Regions from separate parts of the Mus musculus genome. Here regions 1 and 2 are each linked to region 3. The links are chromatin contacts, called in public promoter capture Hi-C maps. All regions are on one chromosome and are shown on one strand. The core of a region is the stretch at or near the end of the contact, and the rest is flanking DNA. Distances in the headings are between cores, read along the strand shown. Region 1 holds the start of Clip3 (CAP-GLY domain containing linker protein 3). Region 2 holds the start of 4930479H17Rik (a long non-coding RNA gene). Region 3 holds the start of Prodh2 (proline dehydrogenase (oxidase) 2).

The links. Promoter capture Hi-C pulls out the DNA fragments that hold promoters and counts their contacts. Capture Hi-C pulls out chosen DNA fragments and counts their contacts.
Region 1: a contact with region 3 is called in a promoter capture Hi-C map of liver. The contact joins the promoter of Clip3 here to the promoter of Prodh2 in region 3. A contact is called at or near these places in 9 of 39 promoter capture datasets (the C10 cell line, the HPC-7 cell line, cranial neural crest and 4 more), 2 of 15 datasets of contacts at CTCF or cohesin (large pre-B cells and pro-B cells), 5 of 484 Hi-C or Micro-C datasets (B cells, CD8 T cells, the G1E-ER4 cell line and 2 more), 7 of 115 datasets of contacts at active chromatin or transcription factors (bone marrow-derived macrophages, embryonic stem cells, large pre-B cells and 1 more) and 5 of 9 other capture datasets (adipose tissue, embryonic stem cells, liver and 2 more).
Region 2: a contact with region 3 is called in a promoter capture Hi-C map of neural stem cells. The contact joins the promoter of 4930479H17Rik here to the promoter of Prodh2 in region 3. A contact is called at or near these places in 27 of 39 promoter capture datasets (the 3T3-L1 cell line, 3T3-L1-derived adipocytes, the C10 cell line and 17 more), 2 of 15 datasets of contacts at CTCF or cohesin (embryonic stem cells and large pre-B cells), 76 of 484 Hi-C or Micro-C datasets (3T3-L1-derived adipocytes, B cells, the C2C12 cell line and 54 more), 19 of 115 datasets of contacts at active chromatin or transcription factors (astrocytes, embryonic basal ganglia, embryonic forebrain and 11 more) and 5 of 9 other capture datasets (adipose tissue, embryonic stem cells, liver and 2 more).

What each region holds. Positions count from the first base shown.
Region 1 is chr7:30,290,261-30,293,763 of GRCm38.p6, forward strand. It overlaps Clip3 (CAP-GLY domain containing linker protein 3), which reads left to right and starts at 1,435. Exons shown (of 14, transcript NM_001360763.1): 1 at 1,435-1,582; 2 at 1,895-2,106. The coding sequence starts at 1,941.
Region 2 is chr7:30,352,597-30,356,052 of GRCm38.p6, forward strand. It overlaps 4930479H17Rik (a long non-coding RNA gene), which reads right to left and starts at 1,350. Exons shown (of 3, transcript XR_881936.2): 1 at 655-1,350. Lrfn3 (leucine rich repeat and fibronectin type III domain containing 3) reads right to left here. Exons shown (of 3, transcript NM_175478.2): 3 at 2,918-3,456. The coding sequence ends at 3,042.
Region 3 is chr7:30,492,099-30,495,665 of GRCm38.p6, forward strand. It overlaps Prodh2 (proline dehydrogenase (oxidase) 2), which reads left to right and starts at 1,560. Exons shown (of 10, transcript NM_019546.5): 1 at 1,560-1,759; 2 at 1,834-2,030; 3 at 2,114-2,252; 4 at 2,340-2,426. The coding sequence starts at 1,586.

The DNA.
Region 1 (3,503 bases), core at 185-2,684, 200 kb before region 3:
TGCTTGAGAAGAAGGTGAACTAGTTAACTAATAAACCAAATCACTCCGAGCCAATCAAGACTGAAGGAGAGGGGCTGACAGCAGTGTGTCTGTGACACGTGGGTGGAGAGGGAGCCTGTCTGGAGGGCACTTGGGCCAGGGTAAGAGCAACTCTGCAGAGCCCCTACCATCTGGGCCATCACAGTGAGGACGGCTGGATTGCCCTAGAGAACACCTAAGGGGGTGGGTACAATTTTTATAAAGAGCAAAGATGTCACTGAAAAGGTACTTATGGGTAAAATACTAAGAGGGAAGGGAGGGAACCATCCAGGTGTCTGTGGGAAGAGTTCCTAGGCAGAAGAGACTGTGAGGATGTGGTACAGATGTAGTGAAGTGAACTAAGTGGATCCTAAGGGAAGGTGAAGATGGAGAGGTGACAGGCAAGGTCATGTAGGGACATGGTGGGCTATGGTGGACCACACTGGAGAGTGTGTGTGTGAGGAGGAAGAGGAGGAAGAGGAAGAGAAAGAAGAGGAAGAGGAGGTGGAGGAGGAAGCGATTGTAATTGGTTCTTGCTATGTTGCCCAGGTTGGCTCTGGATCCAAGGCCTCCGTCTTCAGCCTCCTAAGTGCCAGGGTTGTAGGCCTGTACCATACCTACTAACACTGGCTATTGCTGGGGTTGGTGTCAGGCAAGCAAATGTGTCTGAGTCCAGCAAGGTCCAGAGGCAGAGCTTGTTATTACGGCACCAGTTCAGCCAGGCTGAGGACAGAGAGAATAGAGGAGGCTGAGGCTGGTCCAGGCAGGGAGAGGCAGGATAAAATTCTGGAACTATCTCGAAGAGGAAATTCCCAGTCTGCCCATTAGAAGGAAGAGGTGGAAGGCCGAAGCCACGGTGATTTGTGGTGTAATAGATAAGGCCAGGCAGGTGTGAGGCTGAGGTGGCCCTGAGCTAGAAGTGATACATATTTTTAGAGATGGCACCCAGAGACCGTTGGTCACCTCTCTACACTACCGCAACCACAAAGCTTGGTTCAAGTACCACCATCCTTGAGCAGGTGGCTAACCTTTCTGTCCTGGGTGATGAGGGTAAGAGTGAAGAGAAAAATGTGGCCCTCCCTTTACGTGGGACGTGGGATGAGCATAGAAGGAGTAGGACTGAAGTTTACAAAGGGCTGACACAGTACCAGACTCACCACTGCTAAACACGACCTGGTTTGCTAAGTGGAGGAAAACACCCGTTCCCACCCATGTCTTTTTAGTCCTTCTGTCTACCTCATCCTGTTCCAACTCTATGTTTGTCACATCCTTCCAGGGGACTATCTCCCATTCCTCTGGAGATCCCGAGTGTCTAGCCCCTTCCCGTGGCCTCCAGCGTCTGCCTCAGCGCTCTGTCTCCCAGCTTCTCCTCCCCCGCGTCTTGTCACTGCGCATGCTCCGCCAGCGCCCCTCCTTCTCCATCCCCATCCCCCGCCAGCGTCTGGGCCTCGTCCCCTTCTCTCTGTCTCCCTCTCGTCCCCCATCTCGTCCCCCGACACTGACACCCCGATACTCCTGAACTCTCTTCAGTCCCAGCCTTGCTCTCCAATCGGCGCCATCTGAGGTAAGATGGGAGGCTGGGGAGAAGGGGAGGGGCGAAGCATCCTGCATCCCTAGATAAACAAACCCCGGGAGGGGGCGGCCGAGACCCAGGGGCCTGGCACCCGAAGAGAAGAATGGGAGGCTGGGCCTGAGAGAAGTGGCAGGCATTGGGGCCCATATCCCTGGGCCTTCTAACGAGTAACGGGGATCCCTTTGGTTGCCCAAATCCAGAGCTGGGGACTAGGGGGCCGCCCGTGGCTCTTGAAGGGGCTTGGACCCCCGCGCTGTGGGGAGCCCTCTCATGCTGACCTATATCTTAAGGGTTTGCCTCCAGGCCACCCCCCCAACTTTGCACAGGCCCCCAAGGGCTACAGAGGACCATGACTAAGACGGATCCTGCCCCAATGGCCCCTCCGCCCCGAGGGGAGGAGGAAGAGGAGGAGGAAGAAGACGAACCAGTTCCAGAAGCCCCCAGCCCCACCCAGGAGCGCCGGCAGAAGCCAGTTGTGCACCCCTCAGCACCTGCTCCGCTCCCCAAAGACTACGGTAACCACTGTCCCCACCCTAGAATCTAGTCTGGAGCTTTAGGTGATGGTGGGTGGCTTGGCTGAGCTGTGTTGATGGTGATGATGGGGGCATGCTGAAGGTGGTCCACTGGAGTCTTAGTTGATGAGCCCTTTAGACTGCTCTCCTTCGTTAATTACACTATCATCTGTTAGAGAATGGGGGTTGGAAAAATTCTAGTCCTCCATTCATGACATATCAATTCAGTCGTTTAGTCATTCAACAAACACTGTCTGGAAGCTACTGCGAGCCTAACTTTATGCTAGGAACTGGAGCTACAGCACAGAGCAAGATTTTCCTAAGACTTTGCCAAGAGAACTCCCCAATCGCAGTCCCACAAATGAGGCTAAATATGAGATTACAGGAGACAATGAGATTGATTTTATCAAGCACAGAATGCTGCAAGAGCTTTTAAAGACAGGGTTCCCCTTAAGAGGTAGCATGTGGGGAAAACCCAGGTCGGAGCAGGGAGGAGGAGGCTGCAGGAGAATTAAACACAGGAGTCAAGGGTCTGGGGTGGAGGGGTGTGAGGGAGGAGCTGAGAGGAACTGGGGAAACGAAGTGTCTTCATTCGTGGAGGACGGAGGATTCAGGCATCAGCCTTGCTCTCAGAGAGACCCAACAAGTGAAGGGACATACTACCTTCACTGTGCACAGTGGAGTGTGTGCTGTCAAAGTATCAAAAGGCGAGACATCCAGCAGAAGACGCGGGTAGTTGCTGGCTCTTTCTGATTAGGTGCATTGCAGACTGAGGCCAGAAGCACCAGGAGGAAGCAGCTGTAAGCAGCTTGGACCAATAGCTCCAGTTGGAGAAGAGTGTGTGCAAAGGCCCGGGGGCAGGAATGCAGAAGAGTGTGTGCAAAGGCCTGGGGCAGGAATGCAGAAGAGTGTGTGCAAAGGCTGGGGCAGAAATGCAGAAGAGTGTGTGCAAAGGCCCGGGGGCAGGAATGCAGAAGAGTGTGTGCAAAGGCCTGGGGCAGGAATGCAGAAGAGTGTGTGCAAAGGCTGGGGCAGAAATGCAGAAGAGTGTGTGCAAAGGCCCGGGGGCAGGAATGCAGAAGAGTGTGTGCAAAGGCCCGGGGGCAGAAATGTAGAAGAGTGTGTGCAAAGGCCCGGGGGCAGGAATGCAGAAGAGTGTGTGCAAAGGCCCGGGGGCAGGAATGCAGAAGTGTGTGCAGAGGCCCGGGGGCAGAAATGTAGAAGAATATGTGCAAAGGCCCAGGGGCAGAAATGCATTTGGAATTGCAAGACCACAAAGCTGCATTTAGGGAGTAATCAGAAATGGGGACAGGTCTGGGAGGGACTTCCAGGCCACACCAAGGGCTTTCCCTGTTTTCTGAGTGTGAAAAGGAGAGAACAGTGTGTGCATGTGTGCAGTC
Region 2 (3,456 bases), core at 100-2,599, 140 kb before region 3:
CCTACAGACAAATCAGCTCTATGGGATGGATCCTGGGATTGGAGACCCGGGCCTCCCCCTCTTCCCCTACTTTCTACAACCTTCCTTCCCTCTCTTCTGGACCAGCTGCTAGTAGTTCACACTGTCCTCTTCGGGGTAGGAAAGGAGGAGCCTGCTGCTGTCATTGATGTCAGCTCAGGTCTAGCCTGGTCTAAGACAGCCTTCTGCCAGAACTGTTGCAGTGTCTTCCTCCTCAGTTTCCCCGTGCTTCCCCTTGGCCCTCCACACACACAAAATCTGCCATGGGAGCTTCCTTGAGATCCGGGAAGATCCTCATAGCCCGGGATCCTCCAGTGGCCAGGAGTGACGGTGCACGCCTGTGATCCTTGGGCTCAGGAGGCCCAGGCAGAAGGGTCATGAGTGAGGTCAGGAAACCTGAGCTAGACAATGAATCCAAACTGGGGCTAATGTTGTGAGAACCCCAACTCAAAGAAAACAAGACAGAAGGAACCTTCAGTGGTTTCTCATGTCAGTTAGAATGGAATCCTCCCTCCTCTGGTGAATTTACAGGGCTTTTACATCGCCCGCTTCCTGCCTGATATTATGACAATTCCCTTCCCTCACTCCATCTCACCTCTGGCTTCCCTCCCTCTCCCTTTTTCTCACAATGCATACCTTATCATATGCCGTTCCATGTCCACTGAACACTGTTCCCACTGCTTGCTAATTACCTCCAGCCTCGGCTTGGGACTTAACTCCTCAGCTGGAGTCAAATCCACCTCTGCTGCCTACACATCCCTATTTAACATTTGTGCGTGTCACAAATGCTGCCAGGGCAGGGCAGGGCAGGGCAGGGCAGGGCAGGGCAGGGCAGGGCAGGGCAGGGCAGGGCAGGGCAGGGCAGGGCAGGGCAGGACTTGTACCCGAATCTGCCCCATGACCTAGCACACAGTTCAAATTTTAACAACAGGTTTATGAACGGTGCACTCTGGCTCCCCCTTAAGGTGGGAGTGGGTATTTCCTAGGTGGCACTGAGCCAGCCTTCCCACTTGCTAACTCCCATGGCCCAAGGCTTATGCTGTGATTTGTTGATAGCCTCACATGATCTTAGCTACTCGAGAGTAACAAAATGACAAAGGACCTCGGGATGCTGCAGGACTGGGGAGCTGAGTGCCTCATCTCCATGGTTAATGGTGGGCATTTTGAAGGTCTCAAGTTCCACCATGAAAAATAGGTTCTGTCATCTCACCAGAACATTCTTTGTACCAAACCGAGAGAATTCCAGTTTACTCTTAGCCTGTCTTCACCCTGATCCTAACATCATCTTACCTCAGGTGACTGACAGGCCCTTCCCCGTCCCCCCCCCCTGCTCCGCCCCCCCCCTGCTGCCATCAGAGAAGCTACTTGCATGGGGGGGGTGCTATTCTTGCTGTTGACCCCATTCCTGCACCTCTAATGAGGCCTGGCCTTTTCCATGCCCAGTGTCTGATCCTATAAACTTCCAGGACACTTGTGTGAGGGGGCCCCGGGCAGTGACACAGTGGGGACCAGCTCAGGAAAGACATGAGGCCAAGTGCTCTGACTCACGCTGAACCAGGGCTCAGTCCCTGTCCACACTCATATCTGCTAGATTGGTTCAATGTGGCACTGACTCTCCACCCCCCAACCCCCCACTGTAACCTTTCCCCTAGCAAACACACCAGTCTCTTGGGACATTTTTCACCTTCACCTCCATGTGCAGCTGCCAAAAGCTTTCCGTTTCTACCTTAAAGACTGAAACCCCAGTAGATGGTTCAATCTTGCGACTGCTCCCAGATTCTTTTGGGTTTTTTTTGGGGGGGGGATGGGTCTCATGCTGAAGTGTCAGCTTTTGAACTACTGGTCTCCTGCCTCTGTCTCCTGAGGTGTGAGGATGATAGGGGTGGGATACTCTGTCTGCTAAGCCCTGCTTTCTATCCTTGGCTCCAACGTCTCCATCTCCCCTCCCCACTCGCCCTCCCCTGGTCCCTCATCTGCAGAGTCCCACCCTGACCACAGAGCATCTCTGCTGTGCCCCTGCTCCCTCGTCCTCAGCCAGGGCAGCCTGGAGGACTTTCCCCTGGCCAGAGCCCAGAGCATCACTCTAGATAAGCCCCTCCCTCATGGTCTCTGAGCACTGTGATCCATCTGCTCACTTTCCTGAATGGCTGTGTCATCCACTCTTCTCTTCCAATGTTTCCCTGGTTGAAGTTGGTCCTGACCCACCCTCACCCCTACATTGGCTTCCCACGGATTCCTTGCCTCTGGTTCACCTCCCTCAAGAAGCACTAGAAACCCACCCACAACCTCCCCCACTCGGCCCCCAGGCATGAAATCCTCCGTGGCTAGCCATCATGAGCACCTCACTCAGATGCTGGCCCCTCCCACCTCACCAGTACCGCAGCAACCCAATGCCTGGTAATACCCAGCCTTTGTTCATGTTATGCCCTCCACCTGGAGCCTTCCCTTCTGCTCTTTGCCCAATGCTCTCCTTCAGATATGCTACTTAGATTACATCCCTCCTCTTCCAGGAAGCCTTCCCTGAACTATACTTCAGGTTCCTCTTCGGTGGTGGGGGGGGCACACAACCCCCTGGGCATCCCTCAACTCTGTATTCTGGAGTATGGCTATCTCAAGACATGTTTCCCACTGGACTGAGGGCAAGGCAGCTTGGGTCAGAGTCCCCAGCACAAGCCACAGCACAGCTCGGTCCCTAGAACGTCCAGTGCTTATATGGATGACTATAGATGACTATCCTCAACTCCTCTGCAGAGACCCCAAGCTGAATGACAGGAAGTGCCTTCCTCAGGGGATGTTCCTCAACCCCCGCCCCCATACCCTCCGCAGCACCCCTCAGTCCCCACAGACAGACAAGGGCAAAGGAACAGCCCGAGCTTAGAAAAATAGGACTTTCTTGTTGTGCCCCGGTGCCCCCGACACCCTCCCCATCAGAGTTTTAAAAACCGTGAGCAATTTGGTGAGTCTGAGGCCAGGTCCCGAGGGGTGTCCCTGGGACCAGAGGAACCATAGAGGTGGGCCCTTGGCTAGGGTCCTGCAGGTTCGTGACTGGGCCCCCAGGGCTCACAGTCCAATTGGACCACAGTATGGGCCCTGGGTGCAGCAGGCTCAGGGGCAGGCGCACTGGGCACGGGCCCGAGCGCTCCGTTGGTCTGGGAGCAAACGCTGCTGACAGGTGCCGTAGCCTTGGCCTTGCCGGGCGGCTGGCCTCCGTGCACCTTGTAACGTAGAAGCAGCACGAAGATGAAGACCAGAACAGAAGCGACGATGACACCTCCCAGCGCTATGATCATGGTGCCGCCCAGGAAGGGTGCGTGCGGTGCAGCACAAGGCCGAAGTGCGGGCTCCGTGGAGAACCGAGCGCAGCCCACTGGCCGCGTGGCCGTTAGCCCGGTGGCGCTGTCCTCATAGACTGCGAGCACACATAGATCATAGGTACGG
Region 3 (3,567 bases), core at 310-2,809:
TGCCTCTGTGACCCCACAGGAGTCCCACCCAGTGGAATTTGAAGAGTCTCCAAGCTGCATCATCCTCTGGGGAGATGAGCATATATAAATACCACATCTTGAGCATGGTGTTGTATGCCTGTAAAGCCAGCACTTGGAGGTTGTGGTGAGACAGGAGAATTGCTGGGAGTTCAAAGCCAGCCTGGGTATGAGACTCTGTTTGTTTGCGTGTTTGTTTGTTTTAATACTGTAGTGGAGATGGAAAGAAGATTCCATAGACTTGAGCCCTGGTTGCTCTTCCAGAGGACCCACGTTCAGTTCCTAGCAACCATGCTGGTTGACTCAAGATTGTCTGTAACTCCAGCTCCTGGTGGATCTGAGGCCTCTCAGTGGGTACCTCCATTTATGTACACAGATTGACAGACAGACAAACAGACAGACAGACACACACAGGTAATTAAAATAATGAAAATTAAATCTTTTAAAAAATACTCTGCCGGGCGTGTTGGCGCATGCCTTTAATCCCAGCACTCGGGAGGCGGAGGCAGGTGGATTTCTGAGTTCGAGGCCAGCCTGGTCTACAAAGTGAGTTCCAGGACAGCTAGGGCTATACAGAGAAACCCTGTCTCGAAAAACCAAAAAAAAAAAAACCAAAAAAAAAAAACCTCTAAGGGGGGCATGTCATTGGAAATGGCTTTACAGTGCACACCTTGCAGACTTGGCAGATCAAAGAAAAAATTAAAACAAACAATCCAGGGCTGGAGCGATGGCTCCACAGTTAAAAGTACTGGCTGCTCTTGCAAAACACTGAAATTAGGGTTCCAGCAACCACTTGGCAGCTCACAACCCTCTACGGCTCTAGTTCCAGAGGATCTAATGCCCTCTTCTGGCCATTGTGGGCACTGCAGGCATGTGGTACTCAGCCGTTTGTTATGCAAAACACGCATACATATAAAATAAAAACAAACAATCTTTTATTTGTTTAAAAAAATAAATAAAAGACTTGGTGTCACATGACAGCTCACTTTTTCATTGCTGAAGAGTACCCATTGCCTGGGTCCCTCTGCACCCACCTCAATGCCTCACCCAGTCCCGTTTGGTGGACATTTGGGTTGTTTTTTTCCTGATGCCCATGTTCAAGTTCTGCAAACTACATGTTTAGGATGGACAGCAGGGCTGTGGTCTGTGTGCAGTTTAAGTGTACACAAGAACTGTGCAGTGCTCCTCCCTGAAGGATAAAAATCATCGCAACAAGAGAGAGGATGTTACTTAGCTAAGATTGCAAATCCCGGCTGCCTTGAACCTGGAGTTCCCTGCTCTCGGGCCCAACTGCTTATTCAGCAATGCAAGCTGGACAGCTGAGATCTGTCGTACTGTCAGGCTGAAAGGTTATTGGGGGCTGTCACTGGGGGCGTACATGTCCTGTTATTCTGACCTCTGTCCCTAACCATTAATTATTAACCCTCCACCACCACCCCAAGAGACTGCTATCCTAAAGATTTGCCCAGTTAATCAGTAACTGCCCCCCAGCTGGGCAAGGGGCATTTGGTACAGCTGCTATCTGCCTGGCCCCTTCCCCTAGTGTGGTGGTAACCAGGCACTTGCAATGATCTGGACGCGTCTGCCGCTGTATGGCCCCTCCAAGCCCTCTACAGGTGGCTGGCAGCCCCTGCGCTTTGATGGTGGGGCCTTCCATGTCAAGGGAACCGCAGAACTGGCACGGGCTTTGCTAGTGCTTCGCCTATGCGCCTGGCCCCCTTTGGTCACTCATGGACTAGCGGTGAGCAGTAGGCACAAGGTCTGGCCTGGAAGTCTCCCAGACCTGGCTCTGAGCATGTGTTCCCTGTCACCCAGTTTCAGGCCTGGTCTCAGCGACTCCTGGGATCCCGGCTCTCAGGCGCACTTCTTCGAGCATCCATCTACGGGCAGTTTGTGGCCGGGGAGACAGCAGAGGAAGTGAGGAACTGTGTCGGGCAGCTGCAGGCCCTGGGACTCCAGCCCCTGTTGGCAGTACCCACCGAGGAGGAACCAGACTCCACTGCCAAGACCAGGTGAGTAGAGAGAGGAAGGGTAGAAGGGAGGATGGAGTGGGCAGGAAGGGGGCTCTGGAAGCTGACCTCCACTGGCCGGGCAGTGAGGTCTGGTATGAGGAGAACCTTAGCGCCATGCTGCGCTGTGTGGACTTATCCCGAGCCCTCGTGGACGCCCACGGCCCAGCCAGGAACAGCCTCATGCAGCTGAAGGTGACCGCGCTAGCCAGCACTCGGCTTTGTGTAAGTGACAAGTGAGATGGGGGTGGCGATGTGGGGGTGGCTGCCCACCAGGACACCCTCACCATGCCAGCCACCAACCCATTTCAGAAAGAGCTGTCGGCTTGGATCCAAAGACCCAGAGGCTCCTCGGAGCTGAGCCCTGAGAGGCTGGCAGAAGCCATGGACTCGGGTCGGGTAAGGAATGCAGGTGCTCCTCACTGAGGATATGGTTGGCCTGGATAAACATGGGACTCTTGGAGTTCTAAGGGAAGTGTGGGGGTGAAGAGCTATCCAGAGAAGGGATCAGACCAACAGCGCTTTCTCCACAGAGGGCAGGACACGAATAAGACCTGTTGGTCAGTTGCTGAGCATGGTCGTGCATGCCTGTAATCTCAGCACGTGGGAAGCTGAAGCCTGGGCTGTAGAGTGAGACTTGCCTCAAAAGCACTGGCTGGAGAGATGGCTCAGCAGTCAAGAGCCCTCTTGCAGAGGACCAAGGTTTGGTTTTCAGCACCCGCATGGTGATTCATAGCAATCTACAACTCCAGTTCCAGAAAATGCAGCCGTCTCTCCTGACCTCCATAGGTGCCAGGCACACCTGTAGTGTGCATACAAGCATGCAGGCAGAACATCTATAACATAACACACACACACACACACACACACACACACACACACTCACACATGTTGGTGGGTTTGTTTTTAAGACATGCATCCCAGGCTGGTCTTGAACTCTCTGTATAGCCAAGAATGCCTTTGAACTCTTGATCTTCCTGCCTCCACCCCACTAGAGATATAGGCATGTACTATTGTTTCTGGTATAGCTGGTCTTTGCTATTTTTGTGGGTTCTTCTTTTTCCTACATGTATCCTTCTCCCCCGGCCTCCTGCTCTGGTTTCATGCCCTAACACTAGGGATAGGGCAAGAAGGATAGAGGGGGGAGAGAGTCCTGAACTTAATTTCTTTCCTTCTGTTTCTTCTTTGAGCTTGACTAACAAACTACAACCAATCCTCCCCCAAGGGACCAACAACCACTAACCCTGCCTCTTGGAGCCCTGGCATTTATATACCCACTGAAAAGTTCCAGAATTCCAAACTGTCAGACCCCCGAAGCTGGGCCTCCTCTCAAGTCCCGGGATGAGCTGGCCAGCACCCAGTGACCCGAGAGAAAACCACACCTGATGCAAACCGCAAGAGGTTTTATTATCAGCTAGCTGAGGACCAAGTCCCTCTGTCATACAGGGCAGGGGAGTTCGACCCCGAGCGGTGACAGTAGGGGGCTTTTAACAGCTAGCTGAAGAATTGGGAGGAGTTGGAAGGAGAGTTGGGAGGAGTT